Linked DNA regions of Rattus norvegicus: all the other regions are linked to region 2. A link is a contact called in public Hi-C data. All regions are on one chromosome and are shown on one strand. Each heading gives the region's core, a stretch centred on a gene start, on an enhancer-like site or on the middle of the called end of the contact. The rest is flanking DNA. Distances are from core to core; before and after follow the strand shown.

Region 1 (4,115 bases), core at 536-3,035, 160 kb before region 2:
AGCAGCTATCTGTCTGTCCCTTCTGAGGTCGGAAAGGCTGAAAGACATTGCTCATGCTTTTCCCTCTTCCAAGCGTATTGCTTAATTTCCAGGCGTCCTACTTCCAGGGATGTTTTCACAAATATGCCATGTATTTATGAAAGAAGAAGTTGCCTTAGATGTGGCAGAGAGCAATGTGGTGCCTGCCGCTTTTCAAGCATCGCCCTTGAGAAGCTCGTGAACACCAATACACCTAGAAAAACAGGTTTCTTTTGTTTTCAAACAAGAATACTGCCACATGCCTTATCCCACCTTTCTCTGAACTTGGTGACGTTTCTCTGTGCACGCTCTCTGGAGCCTTGAAAGCTCCAGTTTCCCCACCTTCACAGTGGACAATACTGTTCTTTATTTCTGCTTAGACAGAACATCCCTTTTGATAAATAGCACTGTACTCTTTTGAGTCCCCCCCCCCCCCTATCAACTTACTTACTCCTTTTTGGCTATTCAGGGCCATTCTGCTGCTTCACAGGACCCCCAGTGCTTAGAATAAAGCAAAGTTATTTATTTTTAAAAGTTGACCTGTTTAGAGTAGAAAGAAGGCCAAAGTGAGTACTGATCCAATTTCCTTCACAGGCTTGGACTGTGAAGATAGACAGAGAGAAGATGCATATAAAAGAGTGGGGTTTTAAAGGCATGGGATCCTGGGATAGAAGGGGACTTACGTTCCAGTTCCCTCAACTCCTTTTGTAGAAGAAAGCACTCAGACACTCTCAGAGGGTCATTCGAATGTCTTCCAGTATCGTGGTTAGCGGCATCAATGGCAGCCCATGGTGGCTCAGAAGCAAATCAGCAAACATGCGAAAGAAGAAATGCTCTGTGGGAAGGCTTGGATTTCCCGCCATTCCGCAGTAGCTCTCCCTATGGATATGCTGCTGCATTTTTCTCCCACATCAGAGCTGCAGAGAGGAAAAGACAAAGAATAAACAGGGAATCCAGATGATAAGTCTGAGAAAGAGCTCATTTAGTCCCCATTTTATAAAGTTTTCACCCATTCAATGGCAGCATGGCTCCAAACACCACATAGGGGTCAGTGTCTTGGAGCTGGTAAGGTCCGTGCCAGGGCTGCGAGTGGGAGGAGATGTGGAGACAAGCCCAGATCTGCATGTTGGCCCTTTCCCTGTGCCTTGAGTGTCCTGGGATCTCCTTCTTGCTACCCACTCACACTGATCAAATAGTGTGTAGGCAGCTCTCAATTTCCTAGGAAGTAGTAGAAAGGAATCCAGGGCATTGACATCACTCAAAAGCAGGAAATAGGGAAAAGGACCCGTCTTTCCTGTTCTCTTGGTGTGTGTTCCAGTGGAAACTCATAAAAGACATGGCTGGATACACTTGTCTCCTAAACTGTATGCATCTTTCGTTAAGCCTTTACACCTAAGAGAAAAGAAGCAACTGTTTTGAATGCTTTTTGCAATTTCTGTTACCTTAACTCTACTTTACCCAATCATTTCTCAGTGATATCCAAAGAGCACGGCCCTGGTACCTCAGCTATCCTGAAAGATAGTTCTTGGTAACCCCTGCCATTGAGCCCCACAGGTCCTAGTAATAGGGTACTATTACTAGGCATTGGTCATATTTTTCTTTTAAAAAAGGAGTTAGACAGAAAGCCTGGACCTACCACAGTATAGAAATCTGTTTACTCTCCGCCCTGACGCCCATCCTGTACTTAACCCAACCAACATAACCTGCCTCCATCACTCATTTCAGGCTTCAAATGCTCTCTCTTTCCTAACAGTCCATGTTAAGCACATGTCCAGAGCAGCCCAGAGCAGCCCATGTGTATGCATATGAGCATCTATGCTCAGGAACGTTCCAGATAGACGTGTTTCTGCTGGAATACCGAGAGGTTTGAAATCTATTTCAAACGGGTAGAGAATCACGGCTTTTTGTGAACCATATTTGAAAGAGGGAAACCTATACAAAACGTAATCTCAGCATATTTAGGCCACATTAACTATGTTCCAGTGTGCTGCTTATCTGTTTAAAGACAATCACCACAGTTTTCTGGATGAGGCAAGACAAAATATTCGGTAACTTAGCAACGTAAACAGAAGAGAGCCAGTGTTGCTACAGATTTTTCTGTTGGGCTGGGTCACAAAGTACTGGCAAGAGAAAAGCAGACAGCCCTGGCCTAGTGCTGCTGAGATCACTGTGGCCAGTGTAGTGTCCTTTGCACATGCTGCAGTGACAGATACACATGGTCTCAAATTCTCAGCCAGGAAATGTTCTTCCCTTGGTGCTGGAGACAAAACACTATGTTTCACACAGTGTTTACCACTGAATTACACCCCCAGCCCCACGGCCATGACCCTAAATAGAGCTCTTACTTTGCATGTGACCGACAAGCCTGTCAATGAAATGTTGCATAGTTAAGTTACAACTCAAACTTTCTTTCCAATCTATGTTACGTCTGTCCACGGTCAGAAGCTGCTAGCAAAGTAATCTGAACCTTTTTGTTCAAGAAACTGTGAACGGGCTTTGTCCTTACTTGACCTTTTCAAGGTGAAGCTCTAGAGTCTTGAGGCATTATACACAGATAAAAGGACATATGCAGTAGTTACACAAATGGACAGTAAGTGCTGCGAGCCACCTGCCTTCTGGTTGGCACCGAAGATCTAAGAATATTTCTTACTTTAGGGCAGCGATTCTCAACTTTTCCAAAGATGTAACTGTTTAATCCAGTTTCCCATGTTGTCGTGACTCTCGACCATAAAATTATTTTCATTGCTAGGTCATAACTGTAATTTTGCTGTTATAACTCACAATGCAAGCTTCTGTGTTTTCTGAAGGTCATGAAGATGACCACTACGAAAGGGTCATTCGACCCCCAAAGAGGTCATGACCTTACAGGTTGAGAATCACTGCTTTAGAGGATGTTGGCTCTATGAGGTTTGTTGTGTCTCTGAAGTCCTGGACACATAAGTATGGGTGGCTGTTCTTCGTGATGATGGTAATGGCTTTCTGGTTTTTGGTGTATTTGTTCCCGCAAAGACATGATACTGTCTGTCACCTCACGTGATGCCTGTTTGTGCCAGTAGAAACAAGGATGTCTTATCCAGTCATTTTATGATTGCTCACATCAGTCAGTTACTAAGTTGTATTTAGATAACTATCAGGAAATGCCTCCAATAGCTTACTATCTTGTCTCTTCTCAAGACCTTGAAGTGACCTCTAAAGAACGACAGTGTGGCTCACAAGATGTTAGGACTTCCGACATCTCCAAGTGAACCTGTTTTTGTGTTTGATTGGTTGGTTGCTTTTTGTTTTGTTTTGTTTTTTCTTGTGTATTTGCCAGTATTGAAAATACTGCGTACAGAGGGCTTTTACTATTTCTTTTTAAATTCCCCTTCTTCAGTCTAAGTGCAGCTCAGCTCCGCCCAGCTCAGTTAGTGGTCAGGGAGATCTTTCTGATTGTCAGGCCAGAATGTGTCACTACACTTAGATCAGGAATCCTCAGGCTTGGCTGTATCTTATCTCCCCTGTCTACCCTCCGTCTACCTGACCAGTCAGTCATCATTTCTCCTCCTGCAGAATATATCTGGTATCACGGGCATCCCCACCCCCCAACACTGTTTAACCATTTAGTCACTTTTGATTTTTTTTTTTCCTGAACATTGAAAGAATCTCTTCAGAGCAACTACGTCCAGGATGAGGCAGGGGAGATTTGACATAGGAGGTGGTACAACATGCTGGGTGAGAGGATATTTTGGGGGAGAATAAAACCAAGAATTCCTCAGAGTGTGCGGGGCCAGCATGCTTGTATGGGAGATGCTTCCACATGGCTAAGCCAGAGATGCCCCTGGTTTATACAACTTCCCAAATCTGCCAACAGGAATTTGAATGCACCGTGTTTGATATGTGTCTTTCAGAGCTAAGTTTGCCCTCCCCTGTCGGGCACTGTGCAACCTGCATGCTTCATGGATGCTCCAACAGCTCTCAGGCACGGGTGCTGATGTCCTTAAGTGCTGGCTTATTTATGTTTTTAATTCTTCCGGAGTGTGAGTCTGCTTTCTGTCATTCCTGTCCCATGTGGGCTCCTTCTAAGGTGCATACTCTCTTCCTGGTGAGAAAAGAAAGAC
Region 2 (4,447 bases), core at 1,574-4,073:
GAAAGAAAGAAAGAAAGAAAGAAAGAAAGAAAGAGAGAGAGAAAGAAAGAAAAGAAAACCCAATAAGTCAATGGTGCCCTCTGCTGGTCAAGGGTGGCATGTACAGCATAAAGTTTAACTGAGGTAAAGATTCAGAAAGGGCAGGTTCAAAAATAGTCTACAGAAGCATGAACTCAGAAATAAAAATTAATTCCAGTCAGCAATGGAAGAGCAAGATCTTTAAGTAGAACCCTGGAGTGCCACCACTTCCTAGCTTGCTTTTCCTGGCTTGCTCAGTTTGCATTCTTACACAACCCAGAACCACCTGCCTGTGAATGATACTGCCCACAGTAGGCTGGGCCCTCCCGTGTAGAACTGTCATCCAGAAAATGCCACCACAAACTTGCCCACAGTCCAATCTGAGTGACACAATTCCTCATTTGAGGTTCCTTCTTCCAACGTGTCAAGTTGACAGAAACTAACCAACACACACTCCAAATGGTGCTCTCCCCCTACACACACACACCATTTCCTCTTTCCTTGTATTTCTGACTCATATCTTCTATAGAAAACTGCAGTATCTTTTACGCCAGCTAGTGGGATGTATGGCTTCCATCAGATTGATGTTTTGTTTTGTTTTGTTTTGTTTTGTTTTGTTTTTTATGAAAGTAGCTCTCTTCCCTCAGCTCTTACCCCCAAGGTCTGTTCCTCCTGATGAGTCTCTGATTTGTTATTTCTGACATTAACTGGGAATGTGAAGAATCTTAATACACTAGGTAATTAGCTCTCAAATGAGTCTTCCCCGTTAAGTCAAGGTTTCTTGAATCCATAACAGGGCATATTGAGAGTTTCCCTCTGAGGTGGTTATATATCCTGGGGAGTTCCCCCAGGGTGCTTTCTGCGATTAGGCGTAAGTGAGCAAGTGTCTGTCTTCAGCAACTTCATAATCAGAGACATTTACATTGTTCAAACTAAAAGCCGTAAGGGTGTGATAACCAAGAGCAGTCATAGAGAAATGCAGGACTGCATGAAGGACTGGCAAGGAGGCTAAGTGTTGAATGCTAGCAAATAAATGCTCCGGAAACAAAAATAAAACGCTCAGCTGACTTAATAACCATACAGGCCGAAAGGTTTGCAATTCCGTCGTATATAGCAGTCTTGATAGTCCTTGATGGTTCGCTATACTTTTGCAAGATGCTACTAGATAAAATACATTCTGCATTGAGAGTTCAGCCTCCCCAGGTAACCTGGAATGGTTACTATGCTAAGAAATTAGGGAAATAAGATATTATCATCAAAACATTTAAATAACCACCTGTCCAAGAAAAAAATAAACACTTCGTAAACTTCTTTTTCGGCAACCTTTGCCAAGTGCACACCGCAGGGAAAGAGTACCTAGGCGGGTTGCAGTCTCCTAGCGAGACATGGCGTACGCGCGCAAACTCTGGGCGGGCTCACAGCCCTCAACTAACCACTAACACCCACTGGGAGTCCCGCCCATGCAGCGGCTGTCACTCAGCGGGGACGCTGGACCTTGCAGTCACTTGGGCAGCCTTTCTCTCCTTCCCTCATGGTGATGAAACTCAGGAAAGACTACCAATCCCAGAAGGCACCGCGCGCGCAAATGGGCGGAGCGTGACTTGAGAGGACGGAACATGAAGGTCTTCCGGAAAAGATTCAAATCCCTACGTCTGAAATCGCGGGAGGAGCCGGCGGCGTGCGTTTAGGTAGGAGTGGTCGCTCCGTACTGCACTGTGGGCGGTCGATCGGTTCTTCCCGTGGTGCCTGTTCTCACAGCAAACAGGGATGCAGTTGCTGGGCAAGACCGGTGTGGGCTCCCTGACAACTAGTCTTGCCCGGCGGTGCTCTACCTCCGCTTGCCCACTCCAAGTGACATTTGACAGGACGGGTGGGTGGAGGGTCTGGAGGTAGCCCAGAGTGTGTGCTCTTCCCGAAGACCCAGATTTAGTTCCCAGTACCCACAGAGGGGGCTCGCCACTGACTGTTATTCCCGTTTTATAAACTAGGTAAGCACAGCTTGTGTTTGTATCGCAAAGCAGCTCAAGGATGATGTGTGTGGTCGTGCTTCCAGAAGCTTACAGGCTTGCTTCCAGAAGCTTACACCGCGCTCCTTGAGAGCATTAGCTGACATCAGGCTTTAAATCTATAGCGATATACTATTCCTAGCTGAATTATGAACTGTTTAGACTGTAGTTGTCCCTCACTGATAGATTCCGGGGCAGTTATCCGTAGCTCCTAATTAGGCACATAAGATAGATTGATTTCTAAGACACTACTCTTGAAGCTTAATTGAACATATGAGACTCTGTAACTATAACCAGAATTTCATCCTGGACCATTCTAGGTAAGTTTATGTCAAGAGTATGCACCTGTCCACTACATCCAAGTACTTAAGTAGTTCTTACATAAATTACTAAAGGTCCAGAGGTTTGTGACTACGTCAGCTTGAAGAGCCCAATGGTGAAGCATCAGTTCACACGGGGACTTTTAATAAATATTAAAGTAGGCATTATTACTAAACTCAGTGAATGCATGATGTAGAGAATCATTTCTGCTTTTTAAAGATAACGTTCTTCCGGAGCAGCAAGAAATAAAACATGTAGAAGCAATCATATTTGCTAAACATTAATGTTCAAAGAGAAGGGAACGTGTCCGTGGTCTCCCGGGTACAGTTCAGATATGCGGCCTCTTGGTTTTACCCACTCCACCTGGCAGTCTTCGAGAAACACACAAGAGACATGGCATGGATTCCACCTTGCAGATTTCGAGGCCGAAAGTCAAGACATGTAAAGTTCTTTAAATGGTGCCCAAACTATCGGGCTCGGAGTAGGATGCACAGTTTGGTCGGAAGAGGTTGAGTATATTTAAACTCTGCCCCGTAGGTTACCTATGAAGACAGTTGGCAAAATATGAAGAAAACTTCCAAGAACAGTAATGCCAAGGTTCCCGGTATGGAATTGAATTCCGAGGATGCTGAAGGGGGGAGAAAAGAGAATCAAAGTAACTTTGTTGACCTGCTGCCCCTGGAAGTCACTTTTAACATTTTCAGCCAGCTAGACATTCCGAGTTTATGTAGCGCGTCCAGGACGTGCACAAGTTGGAACCATGCAATAAGAAACAATGACTCCTTATGGAAACCTCACTGCTTGAGCATAAGAGCTGTGTGCCAAAGAGAAGTAGATGATGATATAGAAAATGGTTATACCTGGAGGGTAAGTTCAATCTTCCAACTTGTTATGATTTTGGACAAGGGGTCGTACACAGTTAAGATAATACTGTAAGTTCTCTACTGAGGGTTAACATGCAGAGTGTGCTGACTTTAGGAAGTTGAACTATTATCCTCTTTCCACTAGCATAGTTTCCACGATGTTTTCTACTCAGCTTTGTACATCTCAGATCCTAAAGTCGGGAACTTTCCTTGTTAAGCAGAAGGGAGGTAAAGAAGCCAATTGCCTTTCCTTCCACCTATGAAAACCTCCAGTACATACAGTGGGCCGCTCTCTGTATACACACTAATCCATACGTGCACACATGAATTTGTCAATGCGATTAGCATGTGTTTTTCCACATCAGGAACTAATCTCAGCCCTGTGAATGAGTTTCTCTACCAACCACACTGCCAGCCCTTTTGAACGATGATGTCTATGCTTTCAGGTAATACTCCTGAGAAATTACCAGAAGAGCAAAGTGAAAAACGAGTGGCTAAGCGGCCGATACAGCAACATCCGTTCTCCCGTTAGCCTGCCAGAGAAGGCCATGTGCCCGATGGACGCAGATACGTGGGGGGAAATTCTAGATGCAGAGCTGGGAAGAGAAGTTGAAAAATTGCAATAGTTTGACGCCACGTTATCAAGATCACTCAGGCTCCAGGAGACTTTTTAAAATCTGATAATGTCCTTGTCAGCCTTTTAAATATTTAACATTTAAAAGAAAACAAAGTTGAACATGAAACTTTGTTTATATTTTTTGCACTTTAGTTAAAAAAAAAAACTGTTCTGGTCTTATACTGTAGGAAAATCATGAAATGTTATTTTTATAAGAAATAGTAGACTAATAGAATGATTTTGAAATGTATTGTTCCATGTATTTATGTTAGAATAGTGCGTTACTTTAAGTAGTAGAATTTACCGTTGTTTCCTATTTAAACCTTCAAGAATTCAGGGGATTTCTGAAGAACTTATTTAAAGATTCATTATAAATTAAGTATAGATATATACTCATAGGAGTAATACTGAAGTGAATAGTTGCAATAGGTTTAAATTGATAATAAATTTACATGTTAGTAACTTAACAGTTTGCACTGCAGTGGAACTGATTGAATTGTCAAATAGTGAAACTATTTTAAAATGTGTTAAACCTAGAGTTTATTTAAACTTGTCTCAGACTAAGATTTTCATTATTTTTTTTACAAACCTGAGATTAGTCTCAAAGACTGAGAATGCATGGA
Region 3 (4,164 bases), core at 701-3,200, 200 kb before region 2:
TGGGGTACCTAGAAATGCTGCATCAAAAGTAGCTCAGATGCCAGGCTACCATGTGGTATGGACTGCAACAGTTGTACTTTACATGCAACTGCGCATTCTTGTAGAAGAATAATGTCATAATACAGAAAGCGAAACCTTTTAATATTCTCCTACCATCATCCCTTACCACATATGAGCTTCAAATGGGTGTGTTTGGATAGTACTGGGTTTGAATGTTTAATATTTAAAATCAATGTTTCCTTTAAAAAAAAAAGGTAACAGAATTTTAGTGTGGGATTAGGATGAAATTTCCAAAATGACCCTGAATACATTTTTTCTCTTTCATGCTTTGAAAATTGTAGATCAAAATATTAATTAACTCTGAATAATGTTGCAAATGCTCTACATTTCCACAGCTTCGGGTATTCAGTCAAAATCTAATTTTGATGTAACAATAAGCAAATCCATCTCATTGACATGTCAACTTACCTTAATCTTTAATAAGTGATAAAGTCATATGTATGCCAAAAATTGCCTTAGCATTGCGTTATGACCTACCGTTAGTAGATGTCTGATTTGCACACCCACTTTATATAAAACCCCTGCCCGAGTTTACATAAACACTCCTGTGAAAACTAGTTGCCGGTGGGAAACCTTTAAGAAGCCGTGCTCGACTTCACAATGAGGGTTTCAGGGTCTGAGGAGGGTCTGCACAGGCTGGGTGAAATGTACCCATTCAGGAAGCCACCTGCAAAACTTGGGCAGCAGCCCTGTCTTTGCTGGGTGAGAAAGAAAAGTCCTCGTCTCTGGCTTCGTGAAAAGGAAAAGACTGGACTGAGCATGACTGGTTAACAAGGACTCCTGCTAACCAGGAGACCCACCCAAGGCGTCTAAATTAGGGGACCAGGTGATTTTGTGAAGAACTCGGAAATTCTGGATTGAATGGGAGCAGGGGACATTTCTCAGATGGCTAAGAAGCAGTGACATTAGTTGGTCTTTGCTTAAGGAATTTAGTTGCCGGTCGGTCTTGCAGTTCAGAGACACATTTCTACTGGCCAATTTCTAGGTGAACTTACCTGGCAATTTGCCTCCTGGTGTGTGTCAGGGCTAGCTTGGGTCACTGGAGGCTGCTAACTGCTCTAAAGATATGTCCACTGTTGTTTGTGTTAAGTCTTTGCGTTGAGCGAAGGAATTTGCCTGATGTGTACTCTGCTTTGCTTTTCAAGCCCTCCTGGCTGGTTCCAGGTGCAGAAAATGCCGTGGTTTTGCTCGTCAACATGCATGCACTCACCCAGCAAACATACTGAGGCCTTTCTCTGTGCCAGGAGTTGGCTACCCTTCTTTCAAAAGACATGGAGGGTTCTCGATGGGATCTGAAGAACCCTCAGACTTCTGAGTGCCACTTCAGACGTGCCGCTCCCACCTCTGCCCGAGCGGTTGGGAACTCTGCGGCCAAGTCAGTCTGACCTGCTGAGATCCCGCGGTCCAGAAGTTATGGAGAATAAGTGAACAGTGTCCCCATCTGTATTATTTCCAACCTGTGCTCTACGGTAGGACAGTAACCGAGGTGGTCTAGAGTTGTTCTCTATTTTTCTTGGAAGAAAGAAAAGAAGTAAGAAGTTGGGAGACACAGAGGAAAAGAGGGGACACTGACATAGATTTGACTGGGCTTCCTAGGTCCTGAAATGCAGCGCAGTGGAGTCCCCACTCAGAAATTAATCCCAAAGGCCACCCACTGCCCCTCTGCACGCAGCCAGGACTCTCTTCCAGAGCCTTGTCTAGTGGTGGCCAAGGCCATCCACCACCACCTTCCGGCCACTGCCTGCTTTCGATCCTCGCGGCGAGCGCTTCCTCTCTCCTGCCATTCTCCTCCTCCTAGTTTCTCTGGATCCCTCCTCCTCCACTTAGTCCCTCCTCCTCCCGCCCAACCTCCCCCACGTCCCGACCAGGGCTAGCTAGACGCCTGGACAGCCCCAGCGCAACGCTCAGCAGCCTCCCTCTTCTTCCCGCACTGTGCGCTCTTCCTGGGCTCGAGCGTCTGGAGCCAGTCCCGGAGGCTACCGCCACCAAGACAGGCGACGGGTCACCTGGACGCGAGTCTGAGTCCGGGTCCCGTCGTCGTTGCCGACGCAGTCACCGGGCACGACCGTGGGACTCAGTCTGACTCGGATTAATCCCGGAGAGCCAGAGCCAACGACTGCCGAGCCGGGATGCGACCCTCAGGGACTGCGAGAACCAAGCTACTGCTGCTGCTGGCTGCGCTCTGCGCCGCAGGTGGGGCGCTGGAGGAAAAGAAAGGTAAGGGCGTGTCCCACCGGCCCGCGCCCCCTTCGAGCGCGCTCGCCCAGTCCCAACCTCCGCTCTGGACTCCGCGTCCCCAGCTGCCCGCCCCTCCTCTTCTAACTCCCAAAGCGGCCGGGACCTTAGGAGGAACTGGACATTTAATGTCTGGAATGGACGAGACTGGGGCGGCTGAAGGAAGGGAGACCGGGCTTGGGGCAGAGGGGCTGCCAGAGCAGCGTGGGAGCCGAGGCTGTGCGCTCCGGAGCTCTCGGCTGCTGCCAACTTAGTTGCCTCACTTTTCTGCGCTCAGTAGGCGTTTGGAGTAGAAACGTGGTGGGGACAGCGCGGGACGCCGGGCATTGGCGCACGTGCGCCCAGTACTGTCAGGGAGAGCGGAGGGACCCCGGATCCGCAAGTGGGACCGGCATGTCCTACCCTCTCAGCCCGGGAGTTGAGGGACTGGAGTAAGAACCAACGCGCCTCTGACCAAGGTCGGGACCTCAGAGACGCGCGGTTTCCTGAGCGCACCCTCAACGCCTCTCTTCTCCGCCAGGGTTCTCTCGGGACCTGGTAGCCTGAGTCCCAATGTGGCTTGCAGATTTCTGCGTGCTCTTTCGCGGGTGTGTAGCTGCAGCAAATGTGGGAGATATCTCTGTCACTAACCACCTGGGACCTCTGAGAAAAGATGGTGGTGGTGACTTGCTTCTTCGCTAGGAACAAAATAAAAATAAAAGGGAGGGCGTGGGGTGGGGAGGTGGCGGGGGTGGGGGGTGGCGGGGGTGGGATGGGTCGATCCCGCCTCTTGGGCATAGAGCAAGCCAGAGACCTGCCAAGCTAGGTGCACTGGTTGGGGACCAAGGCTCCCTGCCAGATTTGAGCTAGTCTGGTGTGGTGGCTGCTTCCCCGGGATCCCTGAATTTGCCCCTTCTCAGAAGCCTGGGCTTCTGCAGCATCTCTTGGAGTTGCAATGGTATGGCTGACCTGTGACAGCTGGGTCCTTGTGTGTAGTTTATCCTTGGTGTTTCAAAATGAGGCCAGGTAGCAAACTCTCTTACTTGTTATCTGAGAAGCTCCCTCTTGGGCTTCTTTTTCTTTTCTTTCCTTTTTACTCCCTCCTTTTTGGAGTGATTGATATTGGGCCAACTAAAATAGAACCCCTAATTATAAAGAAACAGATTGATGTCCGTGGATCACATGTGCCAACTGCCCAGACTGAACACGAACAAGTCTGGCTTCATGACTACCCGACCATAAACCCACTTGACACGAGAAACATGCCTCAGAAGGTTTAATTGCACAATTCAAAATCCAGCCGCTCGGGTTCCAGGAGTCAGGTCTGCACTTGCTGTTGATGTCATCGGCATCCGAGTTGGACTTGGGGGTTGGTGCTCAGTGCACTTTAGTCGGAGGGGGTGTAAGGCTCAGTTCCCCAAACTTAGCTCCACAATGAAATCATTCGGGTTTAAAAATCAACAAGCAAAACAAACTACACCCCTCCTCCAGGGTTCAGCAGCCACTCCAGACGTTCAGATTTCACAGGTCTACCTTGAGAGGATTTTTAAAACTCTTATAGCGTTTGATTTGAGACTCACTGGCATAAACGAGAAATTGATAACATCTAAGGCTACCACGATGCTCCCCACTAGCAGGAGTCTGGGAAATCTTGCAGTACAGAAAAAAGCCTGGGTGAAGTGAGTAGACCGGGGCTTGCTTTGTTCACAGATGGGATCATTGTGAAGCTTTTCTCCTACCTTCCTCAGCTGAAGGAAGTCATGGCATCTGTGCCTGCCCGTGGGACTCCCTCCCCTAGTTTTCAGTTTGTCCCATTAGAGACCCCGTAGAGCACCACTTGTCTCACCTCAGCCCTGTGGTTCCCTGTTAACCGCTTTGAACACTGTTAGT

What was found. Hi-C and Micro-C count contacts between places; a contact is called where the count stands out from the background.
Region 1: a contact with region 2 is called in a Hi-C map of the A7r5 cell line, with 4 times the contacts expected there. The contact joins the enhancer-like site here to the promoter of Fbxo48 in region 2. A contact is called at or near these places in 3 of 12 Hi-C or Micro-C datasets (the A7r5 cell line, the Rat2 cell line and mammary epithelial cells).
Region 3: a Hi-C map of liver shows a contact between it and region 2, with 6 times the contacts expected there. The contact joins the promoter of Egfr here to the promoter of Fbxo48 in region 2. A contact is called at or near these places in 6 of 12 Hi-C or Micro-C datasets (the Rat2 cell line, hepatocytes, kidney and 2 more).

The regions. Positions count from the first base shown.
Region 1 is chr14:95,420,741-95,424,855 of GRCr8, forward strand. All of the region lies in intron 1 of Egfr (epidermal growth factor receptor), which reads left to right. Among named protein-coding and RNA genes, the nearest start is that of Egfr, 44 kb to the left of the region's middle. Within about 2 kb of position 1,786, at least 16 of the 93 cell types and tissues checked have an H3K27ac peak or open chromatin away from gene starts, as enhancers often do. A contact at or near this core is called in the A7r5 cell line, where this site is marked.
Region 2 is chr14:95,579,670-95,584,116 of GRCr8, forward strand. Fbxo48 (F-box protein 48) reads left to right here and starts at 2,824. Exons shown (of 2, transcript NM_001108863.1): 1 at 2,824-3,212; 2 at 3,655-4,281. The coding sequence starts at 2,910. The coding sequence ends at 3,834. It overlaps LOC134481789 (a long non-coding RNA gene), which reads right to left and starts at 1,417. Exons shown (of 2, transcript XR_010057594.1): 1 at 1,295-1,417.
Region 3 is chr14:95,376,676-95,380,839 of GRCr8, forward strand. It overlaps Egfr (epidermal growth factor receptor), which reads left to right and starts at 1,951. Exons shown (of 28, transcript NM_031507.2): 1 at 1,951-2,277. The coding sequence starts at 2,190.